Linked DNA regions of Capra hircus: region 1 is linked to region 2. Evidence: chromatin contacts called from public Hi-C data. All regions are on one chromosome and are shown on one strand. Each heading gives the region's core, a stretch centred on a gene start, on an enhancer-like site or on the middle of the called end of the contact. The rest is flanking DNA. Distances are from core to core; before and after follow the strand shown.

Region 1 (5,452 bases), core at 1,070-3,569, 140 kb before region 2:
GCAGCCACAGGAGACATAGGTCCAATCCCTAGGTCAGGAAGATCCCCTGGAGGAGGGCATGGCAGCCCACTCCAGTATTCTTACCTGGGATACCCCATGAACAGAGGAGCCTGGGGGGCTACAGTCCATAGCCGCAAAGAGTCAGACATGACTGAAGCTACTGAGCATGCACGCATGCAGGGTTTTCTGAGCAGGAACTGGGCTTGATGCTGGAGAAGCCGCATCTCCCACAAGCGCCCACATTCAGTCCCAACTCAACATCACTAGAGGCCCTCACTGTGGCCTCCCTGGGGACCGAGTTATGATGAAACCCACACTGGCTTCCCCATTACTAAACTAATCCATTCTCCTCATTTCACAGATGAAAAAAACCAAGACCTGAGGCAGACACTTGCCTGATCACACACCTTGAAAGGAGCAGAGTCGATGCGGGAACCCAGGTCTCCTGGCTGCCGGGCCCACCCCACACAGCCCCACATGGGCCTGGGCTGTGAGTGTGTGGAGATAGGGAACAGAGGAAACTCTTATCTCAGAGTTTAGGATACAAGAGGGGCTTTCCTTGTGGCTTCCCCGGTTCGATCCCTGATCCAGAAAGAGCCCAGATGCTGGTGCGTCACAACTACTGAGTCTGTGTTCTATAGCCCGGAAGCCAAACTACTGAGCCCACGTGCTTCAGCTTCTGAAGCCCAAGTGCCCTAGAACCCATGCTCTGCAACAAGAGAAGCCACTGCAATGAGAAGCCTGGGCACTGCGACTAGAGAGCCACATGAGAAAAGCCCATGCAGCGACAAAGACCCAGCCCAGCCAAATAAATTAGATAAATAAAATTGAAAAAAAAAAAAACAGCAAAATCCTGTACAGCAATTATCCTTCAATAAAAAATAATTTTAAAAAAAGAAAGAAGCACAATACAAGAGGCCAAATTCTATGAAACCACACCAGCTGAGAATCTGTCACTCAGTCAACAAATATTAATTGAGCACCTACTATGTGCTGGGCAGCTAGATCCATGGGGTGCAATGGTCAGCAAAAAGAAGACCCCAGCTTTGAAGAAGATTAAATTCTAGTGGGAGTTCTGTTTGTCCAGTGACAGAGCAAAAATGGTAAGACAGATGATTAAAAACCCATCGCCACCTCATCTGATTTCATAGTTGCCGTGTCCACACACCACTTTTGGCACGGTTTGTCCTTCGTTTCCTTTGTCCTCCTTGTCTTTCCCTTTCAAGTCTTTCCTGGTTCCTGGATCCGTCCTCGTCCTCCAAAGAAGCATCATGACAGGAAGAAAGGGCCTGCCTTTCTGCATCCACACAGGCCCAAGGGATGAGCAGAGAGGCCTGGTCACGAGGCTGGCCAGGCAGGAGGGGAGGAAGCTGGAGGATTGACTGTGCCAAGCCTGGACAGGCTGTCCCTCAGCCCATCACTGGTGCCTGTGAGCTGGGTTTGCTGACCCCCCCATTAGGACTGCGGGCTTTCCGGGTGGTTCAGGGGTAAAGAATTGGCCTGCCAATCAGAAGATGTGGGTTTAGTCCCTGGATCAGGAAGATCCCCTGGACAGAGAATCCCATGGACAGAGGAGCCTGGCTGGCTACAGCCCACAGGGTCACAGAGTGGGACACGGCTGAGGGACTAAATAACAGTGGTAGGACTGCTCTGTCAGGGCTGCCTTGGGTGGCCGATCTCAGACTCCACGCCTCTCAGCCCACAGCAGACAGAGGGGCAGAGTGAAGGAATGGGGGGTGGGGTGGGGAGCAGGGGTCAGCGGCGGGGGTCAGGCCGCCCTGTGGGGAGTCCCGCACGTACTAGTCCATCTGCATTGTCTCTGTTCATGAGGACCCCTGGGCTGGGGTTTCTCTAACCTCCAGCCCAGAAACAGGGAATTCCCAGGGAATGTCTACAGAAGCCTCTGAAGACTTAGGGAAAGGAGGCTCATCACACACTCATGGTGTACACACTGGGAGGACGTGCGGTTCCTCACTCCCTGGCAGGTCAGCTTCTCAGGGAGCCCCAGGCTGAGGGAGACACAGCCCGGCCTCAGGGAGCCCCAGTCTGAGGGGAGACACAGCCCCGCCTCAGGGAGCCTCAGTCTGAGGGGAGACACAGGAGCCCCAGTCTGAGAGGAGACACAGCCCTGCCTCAGGGAGCCCCAGTCTGAGAGGAGACACAGCCCCGCCTCAGGGAGCCCCAGTCTGAGGGGAGACACAGGAGCCCCAGTCTGAGAGGAGACACAGCCCTGCCTCAGGGAGCCCCAGTCTGAGAGGAGACACAGCCCCGCCTCAGGGAGCCCCAGTCTGAGGGAGGCACAGCCCTGCCTCAGGGAGCCTCAGTCTGCGGGGAGACACAACCCCGCCTCAGGGAGCCTCAGTCTGAGAGGAGACACAACCCCGCCTCAGGGAGCCTCAGTCTGAGAGGAGACACAGCCCCGCCTCAGGGAGCCCCAGTCTGAGGGGAGACACGGCCCTGCCTCAGGGAGCCCCAGTCTGAGGGGAGACACGGCCCCGCCTCAGGGAGCCCCAGTCTGAGGGGAGACATGGCCCTGCCTCAGGGAGCCCCAGTCTGAGAGGAGACACGGCCCTGCCTCAGGGAGCCCCAGTCTGAGGGGAGACACGGCCCTGCCTCAGGGAGCCCCAGTCTAAGGGGAGATACAGCCCTGCTGAGGGAAGAGAGAGAATCTGAGAGGAGACGCAGTTTCTAGTTTCCATCAGTCTCTGCTGGGTCATCCCCCTGTCTCCCTGCCACTGTCTTGCTGCCTCTATTCCTTTCTCTCCCACTCTGCATTTTTTTTTTTCTCTAGTGTGCGTCCGCACAGACAGAAACACATGCATACACTCACATGCATTTAGGAGAAGTCTTAAAACAGTCAAGACCAAATCTCAATAAATACAAGTACAGGGTCCCAATGCCAAGGACTGTAGAAACACACTCAGTGATGAGTCGGGGAAGATCTTGGGGCCGTGCTGTTGGGGCTGAGGCTCCAGACCTCACAGGAACTCAGGGGCCTTGGATTCCACTGTGCACTCTGAGGCTGTTTGTGTGGCAGTCACACTGGGGAGGCATCCTCCATAGTGACCAGGACAAGAGTGACCCCTACACCCTTGATGCTGTTCATTTCTAGCCTCACAAGCCCAGATACATGGTCTGGCTGCTGAGGAAGCAGGATGTGGGGGGCCTAGGAGCCCATACAGGGACAAGAGACAGTGGAGGCTCCAGGTAGAAAGGGAGAAGGGGGGCTGACTGCAAGCTGTCCAAGCTCCCCACGGGAGACAGGCCAAGAAGCCCCCAATACACACCCGCCTTGGCTCCCAGAGCCCACCTCTTCCAGGGATGTGTCCCATGGCCCTTATTTGGGCCTCCATGTGAAGGAGGGCCAAGGGGTGGGCAGGAAGAGACCCTGTATAGGGTACAATTCCAGTCGTTTTTGTAAAACACCCTCCTTCACGTTCATGACCTTAGTTGTCTTCTGTCCCGACAAACAAACCACCTCCAATTCATTTGTAAACCTGGAAACTAGAGGCTCTGCCGGGGGATTAATATTGTCCAAATGAGAGATGGAGGAGAGCAAGTCCCCAGGGACCTAGCGGTGCAGAGAAGCTGTGAAGGTGACTTTTCTAGGACTCTTTGAACTCAGGACTAGTGGTTTTCATTGCAATTTGGTCAGCCCCAGAGGCAGAGGGATGAAGAATTTGACATCTATAACCCTAGCCACTCAAAGTGGCAAGATCGCCGGCCTCCCAGCGACAGGGCACGTCTCCAGAGACAAGGAGCTCATTCTCTCTTTGCCCTTGCCTCTGCTAGTTGCCTCCGGTAGGAGGGGATCTGGGCTGTGAGGGTGCTGGGTCCCCCGCCCTCCACCTGGTCACGGCAGGCCCCGGCGGAGAAGGAGATGGGTCATCAAAAGCTGAGTTTCACTTTACACTCTGAAGCCCCAGAGCCTTCCTGGCTGGGTCTAGGAGCTCCTCCTGGGAGCACGGATTTCACGGATGAAGGTTTGCTCTGAAATGGCCCCATTGTGCTCCGGGTGGCGCCGGGGAGGTGGGGGTGGTGCGGGGAAGAGGAGGCGGCGTTCGGAGCCTGTGTGATGAGGGTACATCTGGCCTCCCACTGCCGGGTCCGTCAACAGGCCTGGCATGGCGCCTTCCTCCTTGGCACTTTCCAGGCCGGATTATGGTTCAGTCAGACCTCCTGTGCAGGTCTAGCCGGTCCTGAGCCCTGCAGAGGGCAGGAGGAGGAGTGCAAGCCCTGGGGCCACTGTCTGGTGGACAAACAAGATGTTTATTCAGTGGAGGAGAAAGAGGAGGCCCAGGGATGAAGCTGCTGGTGCCCCGGTCTTTCCTTCCTGCCTTCCCCTTCAGATTTCACCAACGCAGAGTCCTGCACTGGAGTCAGAGGCCCAGGACCCGAGGACGGACAGACAGATACACACATGCAAACACCATACAACAAGGGGGCCCCTGTGGACAAGGCTGTGTTCACTTTTCTGATATAACCTTCCTAAACACACATGCACACAGACACAGCCTTTGTGTTTTAAAGTCAATTAACCCTGGCAAAACACAGAGTTACAGAGATGGCTCTAGTCCAAGGGCGTCACAGCAGCTGCCAATGCCAAGATGGAGAATCAGCCTAGAGATGGAAGGAAGTGGTGGCTGGCAGCAGGGACAGGGCTGCAGAGTTGCCAGGTTTGCCATGTGGCTCCTCTGGGGTGAACAGACTGGGCTGTGATCTTGGTCGCTGTCCTGGGAAGTTGCAAGGACAAAGGATCTGCCTCCCTGGACTGAGGAGCCAGGCTCTGGGGCCCCATGCACACAGAACAGGAGAGGGGACAGATGCACTCCTAGAAGGAGTCTGAGGCCCCCCAGGGCTTGCCACTCAAAGTGTGGTCAATGAACGGCAGCATGACATGGGGGCTTCTTAGAAATGCAGAATCTCTTATTCCACCCGGACCTACTGAGTCAGAGGCAGGTCAAATTCTGAAGGACTTTCTCTAGGCGCTTCCTGGACCCTGGAGGGTTGTTTCCTTGTGGGCAGGGCATGGATGAAAGCATCCCTCTTAATGGATTCCACTCCTGGGTCTGCAAGGGCCCAGTGAGGTCAGCCCAGCCATCTTCCAGACTACAGGTATGTCTATGCTCCCAGAGGGAGCATTTATCCATTGATTTCACAGTTGTTTCCTGTGGCACCATGATAATGAGATAGCACCAAGATAATGACAATAAACAAAAACAGACATCGTTCCTGCCCTCTTGACGTTTTCAGGTTTGTGGGACTGATAGATATGGTTTTCCTGAAGAGGCGTCATTAGAGATTTGAAGGAGAGAGAAACCTGTTCCAGGCAGAGGGAACAGCATAAGAAAAGGTCCTAGGTTAGGGACTTCCCTGGTGCTAAGACTCTGCATTTCCAATACAGGGGCCCGGGTTAAATCCCTGGTTAGAGAACTAGATCCCACATGCTACA
Region 2 (5,872 bases), core at 2,934-5,433:
CCTAGTAACGCCTCCGAAAGTAGCTGGTCCCCGGTCTCTCAGGCGAGGCCACCCTCCCCAGCACCCCTCCCTGACCCCATCCTTCTCTTACCGATGGTGGTGATGGTGGACACGGAGAAGAAGAAGGAGCCCACGAACTCCCAGCGTCCCATGCTGGTGGTGTTGCCAAGGACGATGTCCCCATTTTTGTATGCCTCAATGATGCCCTGGGGGAGAGGCTGTAGTGACCACCAGGCTTTCTGGGGCAATGGGGCCCCTGCACCCAAACACACACACACATACACACACACGACCGTCCTTGTAACCACTCTGATCCCAGCCTGTCTGGGGGAAGGAGTCTCTTCCTGTCCAACCAGGGCCTCCCCAGGGTAGGGAGCATGGGGCCAGCTCCTTCCCCTGTCCACCCTGGAGCCCAGATCAGCCCCAGGTATTGCACTGGCTGGGAGAACTCCATTTGTTTTCTCTCCTGTTCATGCTCATTCTTGCAACAAGCCCTGGTCAGGACCTGTATGTGAGGTATCAGGGGAGCTGAAGATGAAAGAGACATGACCTCAGTTTTCAGTGGGACAAAGCCGAACTTAACTTTGTTTCTTTTAATTTTTGAAATATCTATCTATATTTTTGGCCATGTCAATCAACATGTGGGATCTTAGCTCCCTGATCAGGAATTGTCCCCCTGAATTGGAAATGCAGTCATAACCACTGGATTGCCAGTGAAGTCCCCAAACTCAACTAACTTTGATACAGTGTCGTCCATGAAGCTTTAGGCGCCCAGACAGTGCAGCTACCTGATTCTGGGCAAGACAGCCAATTTCTCTGTGCCTCAGTCTCTTTCTCTGTAAAGCGGGAATACTAATAACACCCACTTCCTAGAGTTGTTGAGGTTTAATGAGTTATTAGGTGTAAAGGCTTAGAAGAGTACCTGGAACACGGTTAAGGTTAGCAAGTGCTGTCATTATCATTATTATGAATATAATGCTGTAGAAATACAGGATAGGAAGGGTGTGCATTCTGATGGGGGTAGGCGCAGAAGACTTCATGGAGAGGGTGACTGTTTTTCTTTAACGTACCAAAGTACAAAATACAGTTTTATTAAGAATTATGTGTGTTTCCCCCCATGATTCTCGATTTTCTGAAATGTGCTTATTTTGCCTCCATACATCCTTTAAAGAATGTGTGTCAACTCCAGCATTCTGTACAAATGTGAGAAGGCGGCTGAGGGTGATGTTTTAGTTGGACCTTCCTAGAGGGTTAGCTAGGATTGTTCTTGGTAGAAGGAGATTTAGGGAAATAGGACCACAGGAGCAAAGGCTGGAAGGGAGGACTGGGTCTGGGATATAGACTAGGGAGACTGAAAGGTAGTTGGCAGCCAGGCCGTGCGTGGCTCTGCCAGGCTGGGGATGGAGTGGCAGGCCTCGCCCGAGGTCACTGAGTAAAGGGGAGCAAGCACAGGTATGTGTGCTCCGTGGCAGCTGGCAGCACAGAAGATGCTGGCAGATCCGGAGAGGAGAGAGTCCTGCAGGGGTGAGTGATGGAGAGGGCCTGGCCTGCATCCCGGCACGGAGTGTCCAGGAGGCACAGAGAGGAGGTACTCAGAAGCCCAGGGCTCTGGCCGTATTTGGTGCGGGTAGTGAGGGACGCACCTAAGAGCACTTGGAAGGTGTGTGGATGCGGGGGCAGAGATTCGGAGCAGGGAAGAGCAGAGCTGCTTACTCTTGGCCTGGGGGGCATTTGAGGGCTGCTAGGAAGGTGCAAGAGGAGAAGGGGGCGGGAGAGGATGAGATGGTTGAATAGCATCACCAACTCAACGGACATGAACTTGGGTAAACTCTGGGAGATGGTGAGGGACAGCGAGGCCTGGCATGCTCCAGTCCATGGGGTCACAAAGAGTTGGACAAAGCTTAGCAACTGAATGACAACAGGAAGTTACATGAACATGTCTGCCCTCATTGGGGAGATCTGGGTTGGAGACACCACATCTGTATTCCTGGGGACGGTTGAAGCCACAGGGGGCTGAGGAAGGAGGTGAAGTGGAGGTGAGCAGGAAGTGGGTGGAGGGGAAGAGATGAGAGCTCTGCCAGGAGACTTGGGAAGCACCCCCGTATGCAGATCTGCACTGAGGCAGTCCTCATGGTGGCTGAGAGCCCCAGCGCCCTGACTATGAAGCCGTGCCTTTGTAGGAGCCTCTCTGAGCCTCGGTTTCTCCATATCTACAATGGGCACGATAATAATGGAGTCTGCCTGTGAGACAGGTGGGGCTGGAGCGAGTTCACACACTAGGAACAGAGCCTGACACACAGTAAGGGCCGCACAGAAGCATTTCCTATCATTCCCATTGCCATCACTGTCACATTTCGGGGGGCCAGGCTGCTCGTAATTGAAGTTCGCCACCTTTTCAAGGGGAGTGGCACACAGCCTCCAGGATTAGGCGGTCTGTATTTGTAGAAGTTTAGAGATAGTGGTTGGAGGTGTCACCTGAGATTCTTAGCAGAGATAGTCCTTCCTCTGCTGGGTTCCAGGCCTGACACATCCGCCCAGTCCCAGGGCTCAGGACTTCACCTCCGTTCCAGTGCCCTTGGCCCTTGCCACCAGACACACTTCCCTGCTATCTTCTGGGGACCAGCTTTGGGCTGGCAACTCTGGGACACAGGCCCTGCTTTCCTCGCCAGAAAAGGCACCCGGATTGCAGTGCGGGGACGTCTGGCTAGGGGTGCAGCTGTCTGTGCTCACGGACCAAGCCAGGGACCCAGAGATGGACGCTTGCGTCAGCTCTCCGTCCAGCCCAGGGTCGAAGGAAACCTTCACCCATCGTGAGGCCTGGAAGAACCCTCCCCTGCTTGCCCCCCTCCCCTCGCCCCGCTGAGTCTTCCACCACCCCCTCAGCAGTCTCTGCCCTCCACGACCTCTGCATCCTCCCACCCGCCGACCCCTGCAGACCCTCCGGGCCCTCGCTGCGTGCCCTCAGACTCGGAGAAACCCGGGTTCAGCCACCGAACGTCCTTGTGTCTGCTGCTTTCTTTTTGCGCACCTCAAGTCCCCGGGCCCCTGGCTCCTGCACCTCGGCCCCATTCCACTTAACCTCGGGCGTTGTGTGTGTGTGTGTGTGTGTGTGTGTGTGTGTGTGTGTGTGTGTGTGGCAGCGGGGACAAGAGCGCTCTGCACCCACTTTCCTCCCAGCCTCCAACGGTCTTGCTGCCGGCTCACTCCTCATCAGACCAGACCAGCGCCCTCTGCTGTCCCAGCCCCCAGGTCTCAAATTCGCACGTGGGTCTCCTGTGGAAGGGGCCACGGGTACCCCTTCGCCCTTCGCCCGCTGTCCGACCCGACACAGCGCCCTGAGTTCCCAGGTGGACCCCTCCTGCCTTCTCCCAATCTGAGCAGCCCGCTCTGTCCTAACGCTGCCCGGACCCGGTCGGGCCCCACCAGCTCTGGACCCCGTCAGTGCGCCCCCTATCGCCTTCACCCCGAGATTTGGATGCGTGCGCCACGCAACTCTCCAGACAGGGAGGGTCCCGATCTGGAGAGTCTCGCCCTCTCGCCCCGAACCCTGGGCTCACGGCGCCGCGCTGCGCATTTCTCTCGCCAGAGCCGGGGTCTTTGCATCGGGGTCCATCCAGCCCAGGACTCTGGTCTCCATCCTGCAACGCGCGCCCCCAGTCGTCCGCCCCTCCGTGCCTTCCACTTTATTTCGGAGAAGTGCTCCCGGCGGTGCCCTGACCGGAGCCGGGCCGTGCCCTTTCGCCCCGTGCCCTTGCGCTCGGCTAAGTCAGAGCCCCCGCTCCCGGGCCGCCCAGACGCGCCCCTCACCCGGATCAGCGAATCCAGCGCCGGGCCGTCCAGACACGTGAAGTTCCGCAGCAGCGCCCACTTGTCGCGCTGGAATCTCTTGCTGGAATCGTGCGCCGCGGGGCTCTCCAGCAACCAAAACACGCAGGTGCCCAGGACCAGGTAAGTCAGGTAGGTGAGCAGCAGGAGCAATGTGCTCGGCACCGGCACCGCGCAGCCCGGGACCCCGCGCTCGCTCGCATCCCGGGCTCTCCCTCCGCACTTAGCGGGAGAGGCGGAGTGGCGGGAGTCGGGAGCCATGGACTCGGACCGAGGCGCAGAGGAAGGGCTAGGGAGGAGCTCGGCTGGTCCCTTCTCTGGCCAACGCGCGCCTCTGCCCCGTTTTCTCAGCAGAGGAGGTGTGTGCTGGGGAATGGGACAGCCCTGCCCCACCCCGCACTGGGATCCAATCCCGGGACAAAAAGAGGGCAAGCTGTGGGCATCTGGCCCCGCCTCGAATGCGTGTGGCGTGCCCATCCCCCAGGCACGCCTAGCTCAGGGAGAAGGGGAGGGCTGCTGGTGACCGCAGGCGCTGGGAGAGACCTGCCCAGGGCCTCCCCGTGTCCTGTCTGTAGCAAACGGTGGGAGGAACTCTTGCAGACCGCACTCAGGGGGAGGAGAAAGCGGCAGGCAAGTTTATTTCCTGAGGCCCTGGGATCATCACCAAGGATCCGTTGCCTGTCAAGCCCTCTCTGGATCTCTCCCATCACCATCCTTGCCTTATATACCCAAGGATTTGAGATCCCAGCAATCTATCGCCAATGCTCGTGAACTTGGGAGGCAAGAGGAGTCTCTGCCAGTGGGCTTGTCCATTCCCTGCTTCTGAAGATGTCCCCTTCCCCATTCCCTCCTCCACCCAGGATGGAGGAAGGATTCAATATAAAGAGTCCTGGGAGTTCCCAGTTTCTCAGGCTTCTCCTCCATGCCAGCAAGTCCTGGATGTAGCCTGGGTCTCTTGCTGCTGTAGATCCTTCCCTGGGTGTCCCACCCAGAGCCTCCTCGGCTTCTCGGTCTAACCTCAGTCCTGTCCAGAGGTCCCCAGTCTGTCTTTCTGAGAGAGGTTTGCAGTCCTTGGTGAGTTCGGGCCTTTTGTAATGTGCGTGTGTGCTAAGTCACTTCAGTCGTGTCCGACTCTTTGTGGCCCTATGGACTATATGTAGCCCGCCAGGCTCCACTGTCCCTGGAATTCTCCAGGCAAGACTACTGGAGTGGGTTGCCATGCCCTCCTCCAGGGGATCTTCCTGACCCAGGGACTGAATCCATGTCTTTTAACATCTACCTGCAGTGGCAGGTGGGTTCTTCACCACTAGTCCCGGCTTGGGACGGACTGGTATAAATCTCTTCTCCTTCTGGCCAGAGGTGTCACAGTCGGGCAGGAGAGAGGCCAGGCTGCATGAGGTATTCCCAGAGGAGGCTGGGCCTCCTCACAGCTCATTTCCTGGAAATCTCCTGGGATCAGCTGGGCTGGTGTTTTCCCAGGGAGGGTTTGGAAGGGCTTGTAAGAGCCCAGAAGGGGTAATGAGATCAAAGGGTGCCATGAGGCAGTCAAGGGAGGCCATACTCAGGAAAGTGGGTGGGACGCCCAGGAGTGCTGAAGCCTTGTTCACGGACAGCTCTAGACCTCTAGGCAAGGAGAACTGGCAGACCTAGAGGCAGCCTGCCCACCCCTCTAGCTGGAGCTTCCTGAAGGCAGGCATCCTCTTTGCATGATGGTGGTTCCAGAGTCCCTGCCTGGGCCAGTGGGTCCCATGGGTGTGCGTCATATCCTGGTCTGCCCGTGCCATGAGGTTTTGGTTGCCTCTCTGCTTGTCTAGTCCTTCCACCTGGGGGGCAGGAGCGTCACTGCTGCTGCCCTGGAGCCTGGCCCGGCGCCTGACACACACTGGGGGCCTGATGATGCCCCACACACGTATCAAATGAGGCACAGATACAGCCTCAGATACAGCCTTTGTTTGCTGTCCTGTATGAGATCTTCTGGGGTGGGGGGTGGGGGCAGTTCAGGAAGTGCGATGGAGATTTGGTCATAATGATCCATGTCTGGATTCAA

What was found. A called contact is a pair of places that touch in the nucleus more often than the background predicts.
Region 1: a contact with region 2 is called in a Hi-C map of blood, with 6 times the contacts expected there. The contact joins the enhancer-like site here to the promoter of KCNK17 in region 2. A contact is called at or near these places in 2 of 5 Hi-C or Micro-C datasets (blood and liver).

The regions. Positions count from the first base shown.
Region 1 is chr23:35,785,903-35,791,354 of ARS1.2, reverse strand. No RefSeq gene overlaps it. Among named protein-coding and RNA genes, the nearest start is that of SAYSD1, 54 kb to the left of the region's middle. Within about 2 kb of position 2,319, at least 1 of the 5 cell types and tissues checked has an H3K27ac peak or open chromatin away from gene starts, as enhancers often do.
Region 2 is chr23:35,643,675-35,649,546 of ARS1.2, reverse strand. KCNK17 (potassium channel subfamily K member 17) reads right to left here and starts at 4,183. Exons shown (of 5, transcript XM_018039322.1): 1 at 3,808-4,183; 2 at 92-206. The coding sequence starts at 4,086.